Linked DNA regions of Sus scrofa: region 1 is linked to region 2. The links are chromatin contacts, called in public HiChIP or PLAC-seq maps. All regions are on one chromosome and are shown on one strand. The core of a region is the stretch at or near the end of the contact, and the rest is flanking DNA. Distances in the headings are between cores, read along the strand shown.

Region 1 (4,813 bases), core at 1,184-3,683, 200 kb after region 2:
GGAGTGGCCCAAGAAATAGCAAAAAAAAAAAAAATGTAATGACTTCATAAACTCTAAAGATACAGCTTCTCTGGAATTCCCAGGTGGCACAGCAGGTTAAGGATCTGGTGGTGTCACTGCTCTGACTCAGGTTGACTCCCTGGCCCAGGAACTTCTGCATGCCATGGGTATAGCCAAAAATTTAAACAAAGAAGAAAGTTTCTCCATGTTTAGAGCCTTTATTTACTTTTTTGGGGGGGGCATGCCCTTGGCATGTGGAAGTTCCTGGGCCAGAGGTCAAACCTTAGCCACAGCAGTGGGAACACAGAATCCTTAACCACTAGATCACCAGGGAACTCCTTTATTTATTAGCTTGAATTATTTCCCGTCAGAGACGATAACTCCATTACTCTAAGCTCTACCTAACTGCCTAAGATAATCAGCTCCATTTTTTTTAATTTGATATTTTTTATTCTTTAATGCGCTAATTGGCTTTTTACAACTTGAAACTATTTTCTTTGCCTGACTTTATAGCAAACTTTGGCTCATTATTTTATGTTAATCCCACTTAGCAGTTTTTCTTTTTTGGCTGCCCCGAGGTATATAGAGTTCCTGGGCCAGGGATCAGATCTGAGCCACAGTTGCAACCTAAGCCACAGCTGTGGCAATGCCAGATCCTTAACCCACTGTGCTGGGTCAGGGATCAAACCTGTATCTCGGCACTCCCAAGACGCTGCCAATCCTGCTGTGCCATAGGGAGAACTCCAGTAGTTTTATTTCTACTATATTTTATAGTCATTTCCCTTCATGACTGGAGGCTCTTGTAAATGCCACAGACCCTAGCTCCCAGTCCCTCCAAAATCCTATTAAAAGGACAGAGGTCTTACACTCTACCAGCCAAAGCTTTGCCATAAAGTCCCTAGAAATCTCTAGTCCAGCTCCCACAAGTCACAACCATGTCAGGAGAACCTCCTGCTCAATGCAGAATGTTGAATCCTAACAAAGCTTCACCAAAAAAGGACAAAGACAGAGAGACGTCCTTGACCTTAACCAAAAAAAGCAGCCTATATGCACTCGGCAAAAACAAGGAGTCTCTAAGCTGGCAAACAAGCAACCCGGCTATTGTTTTTCTTCTGTACCATATGTATGGTGCCAGATAAAAAAACTGGAAAATAGCCCAGACCCTGTGTATATGTGAGTGTGGGAACAGCAGGGTGGGATGACTAGGATGGGAAAGTGTCACATAGGGATGGACCAAATGACTGAAATCGAATGACTCGGGTTGAATTTCAGCCAATACTTATTTCATAGGCCCTCGTTTACAAAGGTACACATCTATCAGCCTCATTACGACCTAGGAAAAGTAGTTCTCAATTTTTTTCTCCTAACACTCTTTGGAGAGTCTCCTGGAATGTCCCAGCAATTTCTATCTCATTGTTTCTCTCACTAAACAATAAAACAATCTGTATTCCATACAAAACAAAAATTGACACTTTCCCAAAAGGACATTCATGTATAGATAGTGTGTGCGCTTATATTTATTACAGATTTAAGAACATAAACAGTTTCTTGATAATAACTGCTGGGACCGCCTAGATCCCACCACCCATATGCTTACCTTGAGAATCACTGAGTTGGCCAATGGGCCAACACCCTGCCTCTTAAAACTAAGTGCTCCTGAAACATAAATGTGCACTGTCAAATACTATGTATCGGTTTTCACTTCTGAGAAATTATTTTTTGTTAAGTAAATCAATAACTCATTGAATTTCTATTTCTGCGTGTGGATAATACTCAGATGCTTTCAATCTGGAACAATTAATATTCAAAAGGTGTGTTTAACATCTCAAAACTATGCAGTCTGAACAAAGAGCTCTAGGAATACAATGTATACAAGCCAGCCAGAACAGAAAAACTCATCTCCACAGTATAATATACAATGAACATAAAATTAATCTAAATTGGGTTAGAATCAGAATTTCCCAAACTGTCTCCTGGCAAGTCTGAACCAAAAAAAAAAAAAAAAAAAAAGAAAAGAAAGAAAAAAATTACTTAAAAAGGATCTAATCCCCTAGAAGAGCTACAAAACAAGTGGTCAAAAGCTGGTAGAGTGAAGGGCACCACAGGACAGGAGAGAGAGTCTACTTTTTACTTATACTTCTGTACCACTTTTGTACCATTTGGATCTTTGTTTTACCATTAGCATGTGTTCATTCTAGAAAGAATTATTTTTTAAGCTACCGCATTAACTGATAATAGGAAAGGTCGGTCCACAGAAAACATGCTGCTCCTCCTGAAATCACACTGTATACGAGACCGGGTATGTATTACATGGAATACCGCACATTTTAAATCTCTTTTCCTTACTATTTATTACCACGAAGCACTTCAGACTCACAACATAAAGCCGGTGACGTGTAGGGAGTGTCACGTGACAGTGACAGCTGCCTAAGGTATCGAGCTTTGTGAAGAGGTGTCCTAATTTCTATTAACTGGCCCAGAGAGAACAGATTTAATCTCATATCCTGTAGAAGAAAAAAAGAAAAGCAGGTTTCATTTTCTCAAGGTAACAAAAGCAACCCAATGTTAGAGCTAAGAAAGTAAATACAGGTCCATGATCCCTAAGCCACAATTCCAAAATCTACCAAAAAACCTCGGAAAACCAAAATTTTTCTAATATGCGTTAATGGCAACATTTAATCTGAACCTAACTGGCAGCAAAATCTGACCTGAACTGACATGAGACTATTTATAGTCTACCTACTAGAGTAAGAACAGTCATAGCTTCGGCAGCCGAAATACTGAAGTATTTGACCATGAAATGCTACCCCTGACTTTGCAGGAGCATTACATGTATATGGCAAATGTATCTTATAAGCTTTCCAAAAAATAAACACATTTCTGAATTCTAAAACACAGCTGGCCCTTAGAGTTTCCAGTAAGGGACCATGAACCTAAAAATGAGTTTTTATTGAAATGGTCCTTGTGGGACGGAAATCCTGTGAAATCAGATTGTTATGATCGTTATATAACTACAGATGTGATAAATTCATCTGAGTAATAAAAAATAAGTAAATAAAAATGATAAATAAATAAATAAAATGGTCCTGTCAACCTCTACTGAAATATATACCTCTTTCTAAAAACATTCTATAAATTAATTTGAACTTAGTTTTTAATTAAATTAAAATGTTAATTTATTTTTTTAATTTAACCTGAATTTAACTTTTAATTAAAACTTATAACTTAAAATGCTCTCATTTGACTATCTATAATTCTATAATTACAAGTTAAAATATTTTATACCACATCAACATTATTTCAAGTCAACCTCCCACTGAAAGCAATATTAAAATTAGCCTTTGGCAGAAGAGTGGTATCAGAATGGGGTAAAGATAGTAAAGTTAAAAAAGCAGACCTCTGTCAATATGTTTTTTCTTTTTATGTTTGAAAAAAACAAAACAAAACAAAAAAAACAAGGGCATGAGATTTCTTTAAATGTATCAAAAAGGAACATAGATTTTAAAAGTACCAATTTAAATCATTAAAAGAATGAAAATCAAAAATAAGTCACAGAATTCAAGCAGTTATCAAGAAATTGAATACAAAATAGAAGTCAAGGAACAGAACATGTACAAGTAATGAAAATTATATATTTTAGCCCAGTTATGTATCAATTCTGTGATAATATATGACTAAATGACAAATGATAGCAAAGCTTGCAAAACTCAAAAGGTCTCTATTATAGAAAGAAAACTATGAAGCCAGATTAAAGTAAGAACTAAGACACAGGACTACTAAAAACCTATAACTAATTCCAATAAAGAGTCATTTAGAAGAGTTCACATGAAAAATAGGGACAGAATGAACATTTAAAAAAATATAAATACAGTACTATATTTTAAACCTTTGAATCTACATGAAAAAAAATCAGTTTTTTGTTTTGTTTTGCTTTGTTTTACTATACACCAATCCTTCCATCCTCCCTGACTCTCTCTCTCATATGCTAGAAACAATGCAGCCAAATAGGAACCTCACTTCATAACTGGTAGATGGGGAAGCAGTGAAAATCCCTTTTAATAAATGTGTGGGGTGGAGAAGAAAAAAAGTTATACTTAAAGACTGAAAAATAACTCAAAGCACTACTTAAAGCAGCATTAGTAGTAAATATGATTGTTGCTACATCCTGGAAACAAAGGATAATGCTAGCTTTACAGGTATTATTAACTAAATTGTGGTTCATACTATCCAAGAAAAATAGGCCATCATCAGAAAGAGCTGAAAAGAGAAAACTGCTGATATATGAAACTCTAAATCAATTATAAGTTAGAAACAGCAAGGTAAATTTTGATTTTACAAGTAAAATCTCCCACTGTAATCTCCCTTTTACTGAAACAGAAATGGAAGAAAGAGAAAAACAAGAGGACAACAAAAAGATACTCAGATACAGGAACATCAAGGATAAAGAGCGAGAGGAGAGGACGTCCTGTAAGGAAGAGTTTCCAACTCACTATTACAAGATTTACTACAAAAGAAACTTAAAGCTATAGATTTGGTTAACTAATAGTACAAAGTTAAAGAAAATCAAAGTGGAAAGCTAAAAATCTAAGATTTTAATCCACTAAGAACATGTTGAGAAAGACCTTGTTTGCTAAGGGAGGGGTGAGGCTGGGACTAATGGAACCTTCAGGTGCTAGAAAACAAAGACTGTGGGAAAAGAATTTCACCCCCCCCACCAAAGAATTATACCCTGTGATAAGGCTGCATATAATCCAGTATACATACTAATCTACCAGGTTCTAAGAATATTCCTTGGTTAATTACATAACAGATC
Region 2 (4,982 bases), core at 331-2,830:
TACACGCGACCAGTTCTCTCTCCTTATCTCATTCAGTATCGCAATGCAGAGTCCAGAACAGAAAAGCCATTTTCTAAAGTTGTCTCATATTGGGTAGACATGGCTGTCACTAACCACTCTTTTTTTTTTTTTTGGTCTTTTTAGGGCTGCACCTGAGGCATATGGAGGTTCCCAGGCTAGGGGTTGAAATGGAGCTAGAGCTGCTGGCCTATGCCACAGCCACAGCAACCTAAGATCTGAGCCATGTCTGCGACCTAGACCATAGCTCTGTGGCAATGCTGGATCCTTAACCCACTGAGTGAGGCCAGGGATTGAACCTGAAATCTCAGGGTTCCTAGTAGGATTCGTTTCTGCTGTGCCACGATGGGAACTCCTTTTTTTTTTTTTTCCACTTCGTTTTATTTTTTTTCCAACCATTCTTTTTAAGGCCATGCTTTTAACAGTTCCTAAGATCTCCCATGATCACAACTCTCAATTGACATGCTAAGCTTACTATCAATTAAAATCTACAATATTAAAATACACTTTGCTTCCTCATGTACTTTTTAAGCAGTGAGGTTTACAAATTTCATTCATTTATGTTTTGATCCAAGCTTAGGACCTTACAATTATCTTTATCTGCCTAGCACACATCAGACGCTCCATCAATACCTATTAGAGGAATGAATCTTTATTATCTATTTTAACTTATTAACAGTCACTCCACCAAGTTGTTTTCTATCTCTTATTTCATTTATTCCCAGTTTGTATTTCCCCATTAATGGGAATGTTGAACTACAGAGCTGAAGACAATTGAGCAGCAGGCCACTAAAAACATCCTTCCAACATGAAACTGATCAGTCCAGGAAGAGTCCATCATTTCTAATCAAGACAACTGTTTTAGCTTTTAGCCTTTATTTTTCCATCTTGTCTGAAACAAAGAGACAGCTTGTAAACAACTTGTCAAAATAGAGATAGGACAACTTTATCACTCGTATAATCCAATTTTAAAAAACCAATCAGTGAAGAAAACAAGTGAAGTTCATTCAGGTGGTTAACAAACTATGATTCTTGATCCCAGCACAGGTGCTCAAAAGCTATGTTTTTGATAATTTAGTCTAGAATCTTGCTTGGAATAGGCACCAAGTTTATCAATCATTAAGGCACTTGCCTTTTCTTTCAAAAAAAATTCTAAAAAATTCCCCATTATCTTTACTTCCTTCTAGGGGAGGGGTTCTTCTTCTTTCCCATTTCTTTCTTTCTTCTTTTTTTAAGGGCCAACCTGCAGCATATGGAAGCTACCCGGCTAGGGGTCGAATCAGAGCTACAGATGCCAGCCCTGTGCCACGATCAAAGCAACACCAGATCCGAGCGTGTCTGTGATCTAAACCACAGCTCGTGGCAACACCAGACCCTTAACCCACTGAGCAAGGCCAGGGATCAAACCTGAGTCTTCATGGATACTGGTCGGGTTCTTAACCTGCTGAGCCACGAGAGTTCCCTTCTTTCCCATTTCTGATCTGAGACTCCACACAGAGGGGCATCCGCCTTTTTCATGACACTCTGGGCCTCCTGCCCTTCCTTCTTGGCAGACAACCCACAGTGAGGACTGTGCTACTCCAGTTACTAGTGGATAAATTTGGAGTCATATTAGGATGCCTACCTTCTCCAGTATCGCTCTCTCCACAGAGACATTCGGACCTCTGTAGACCTTCCCTTTTTGTCTTAAGAATTCAGAATCTGGGAGTTCCCGTTGTGGCCTGTTGGGTTATGAACCCGACTAGCATCCATGAGGATGCGGGTTTGACCCCTGGCCTTGCCCAGTGGGTTAAGGATCTGGCATTGCCGTGAGCTGTGGTGTAGGTTGCAGACACAGCTCGGATCTAGTGTTGCTGTAGCTGTGGTGTAGGCCAGCAGCTCCAGCTCCAACTGGACCCCCAGCCTGGGGAACTTCCTTATGCTGTGGGTACGGCCCTAAAAAGACGAAAAAAAAAAAAAAAAAGAATTCAGAATCTGCGCAGAAAAGAGGGGCTGTCATTATTAAACCCTCCTCCTTGAAGGCCCCCAGAATTCTTCAAAGATCACAGGCAGGGCTCTGCAACTCTAGTCACAAATTCTTTCTCTGCTGTAGGATTTAATTCCTCTTAACTCTTTTGGTTGAACATCCTTGTTCTTACCAGAGAAGCCAAAAGCAGTAAAAGTTTTATTTCCACTTCATCAGTCAGCATTATATAGAGTCCGAAGCAATGATTCCTCTCCCAGTCACCTCATTGCACCAAACCAAGCTCTAAGACACTTTTAACCTGCCTCCTTTTTTTTGCAAGCCTCAGCGTATTTGGTGTTCTACTCCCCCAGCACAACGCTCACATGCATTCATCCCTGCTTGCAAACCCTTATTTTCCATCTTTTAAAAACACGCCTATAAAAACTGAGTCATCAGAAAGCTTTCATCAGAAGGCCGGTGGGGTCTTCCCATTGCCTCTCCAGCGTCACAGTCAGACTTCAATTTCTCGGCTTCCGAATGCTTTTGAGTCACTGTCTCCACTATAGTCTCAAGAATATCTACCTATCTTTTCTTTGACCCTTTCCAGTCTAAAACCAGCTAAGTTCAAGTTTCCGCCACTTGGCTTAAAAAACTCACTTTCTTCCTAGAGCTCAGGCACTTTCACTTAAACTATCAATTCTCTCATTTTGGAAAGTATTTTGGTTGAAAGTAATAGTTCTCCCAGCTGCTTCCTCTTTATTCTCTAAGAGATGCTGAGCGTTGCCAACCAATTACAACACGTGTTTGAGGAATTCCCTTGCGGCCGAGGGGGGTTAAGGATCCAGCATTGTCACTGCAGTGGCTTGGGCCACTGTTGGATCCCTGGCCCTGTTAACTTCCTTGTACCATGAGTGTAGCAAAAAAAAAAAAAAAGAAAGAAAAAAAGAAAAAAAAAAAATCTAACTTCACTGTATTGAGAGGTTTTTTTTGGGGGGGGGGGTGGGGGGGAGGCTATGAGTACAGATATATTCTACACTATTATACCATATCCCAATTCAGAGTCTTAGGCCACTATACCTCAGTGACTCATGAAATCCTATTTACTACCTTCAGTGTGAACCTTAAATTCATTTGATTTAGCAATTATACCAGGTTGAACTGTGTCCCCCTGCAAAATGCATGCCCAATGGTGATCTTAGAAAGTGACCTTATTTGGAAATAGGATCTCTGTAAACATAAGCTTAAGATGAGGACATGGTGGATTAGAGTGGGCCCAAATCCAGTGGCTGGGGTCTTTAGAAGAAGAGGAGACACACAGGGAAGACGACCACCTGAATGAGGAGGCAGAGATGGCAGCTATGCAGTGACAAGTTAAGGAACTCCAAGCACGGCGAGCAGCCACTGGAACCAACCTGACGACACCTTGATTTCAGATGTCTAGCCTCCAGAACTTGAGAAGGAACAAAATCTCCATTGTTTTAAGCTACCCAGTTTGTGGTCATTTGCTGTAGCCGTTTCTACGAAAGAAACTAATACAGTAACTAAGTTTTACAGGCCTGTGCTGTCCAGGCTGGTGTGGCTCTTGGGCACTGAAAACATGGCTAACAGAATTGAGATGGGCTTTCAGGGTAAAATACACACCAGCATTAAAAAAAGTAAGTAAGTAAAAATTTTAATATAATGTTAAAGCACTGATTACAGGTTGAAATGATAATTTAGATATAGTGGTTTAAAGAATATATATTATGAAAATTAATTTCACCAGTTTTTCTTTGACTCTTTTAAATGTGGCTACTGAGACTTTCAATTACATTATGTGGCTTGTGCTACATTTCTTTTCTTTTTTTCTTTTTTTTTTGGTCTTTTGCCTTTTCTAGGGCTGCTCCCATGGCATATGGAGGTTCCCAGGCTAGGGGTCCAATTGGAGCTGCAGGCGCCGGCCTACGCCAGAGCCACAGCAACACAGGATCCGAGCCATGTCTGCCACCTACACCACAGCTCACGGCAACGCCAGATCCTTAACCCACTGAGCAAGGCCAGGGATCGAACCTGCAACCTCATGGTTCGTAGTCGGATTCGTTAATCACTGAGCCACGATGGGAACTCTGGCTTGTGCTACATTTCTATGGGACAGCACTGCTCAAGGCCATGTGCACGGATCAGCACTGTTTCTAACTTCCTTTCCAAAGCTTTCTTCTATGACTCATGGGAAAGCGCCTGTGCTTATTTTGTTTCCCAACCTAATGGCTTCCAAAATAAATCGCCATTGTCTGAGCTGTCATTTCACCTCCTTTCTACCTTCAGTTTTTAAAGGCCTACTGGACAAATCAGCTGGTCTCTTGATCACGTCCTCTTCCATCCTGAGAATGTACGCCATCCCTGGCCAAGAAGCTACTGTCCCTTACCCTATAGTAGGGGTACTATAACCACGATGCAAAGCTGGCGAAAGAAACCACTATTCCAAGTAAAACATGTCCACAAACCAGCAGTACTTTAGAGGAATTCATCATAGGAGACAAACACTGGAATATTCACAGCAGCACTGCTCACAAGTGCAAAAATCTGGAAACAACTCAAGTATCTGTCGGAAGCAGGGTAGAATAGGTAAATAAATGATGGTATCTTCACGTAATAGAATACTCCATGAGCCACAACTCCCCCACATCAACGTGGGAAAATCTTAGAAACAACATCATGGAAAATAGTCAGAAAAGGCTATATACTGTAATACGATTTCATTACATAAAGTGCAAAAAAGGGAACATGAAATAATACATCATTTAAAGATAGAGAGACATGGAGATCCCTGGTGGCTCAGCAGGTTAAGGATCCTGCATTGTTACTGCTGGGGTGCGGGTCTGATCGCTGGCCCAGGAACTTCCTTATGCCGTGGGCATGGCCGAAAACAATCCAGGAGGTATTTTTATACTTCAATTTAAATGCCAGCACCTCATCTGTCCTGTACATTGACAGTGATAAAGACTATGAAGTGACACTTTGAGGCTTCCTATCTAGCCTC

The links. HiChIP or PLAC-seq counts read pairs in DNA pulled down with a chosen protein or histone mark.
Region 1: an H3K27ac HiChIP or PLAC-seq map of skeletal muscle shows a contact between it and region 2. The contact joins two enhancer-like sites. A contact is called at or near these places in 1 of 47 Hi-C or Micro-C datasets (liver) and 1 of 2 datasets of contacts at active chromatin or transcription factors (skeletal muscle).

Annotation. Positions count from the first base shown.
Region 1 is chr5:8,286,923-8,291,735 of Sscrofa11.1, forward strand. The region is part of intron 1 of TNRC6B (trinucleotide repeat-containing gene 6B protein); the gene reads right to left. Among named protein-coding and RNA genes, the nearest start is that of TNRC6B, 22 kb to the right of the region's middle. Within about 2 kb of position 2,434, at least 1 of the 83 cell types and tissues checked has an H3K27ac peak or open chromatin away from gene starts, as enhancers often do. A contact at or near this core is called in skeletal muscle, where this site is marked.
Region 2 is chr5:8,088,366-8,093,347 of Sscrofa11.1, forward strand. All of the region lies in intron 15 of TNRC6B (trinucleotide repeat-containing gene 6B protein), which reads right to left. Among named protein-coding and RNA genes, the nearest start is that of ADSL, 45 kb to the left of the region's middle. Within about 2 kb of position 1,581, at least 2 of the 83 cell types and tissues checked have an H3K27ac peak or open chromatin away from gene starts, as enhancers often do. A contact at or near this core is called in skeletal muscle, where this site is marked.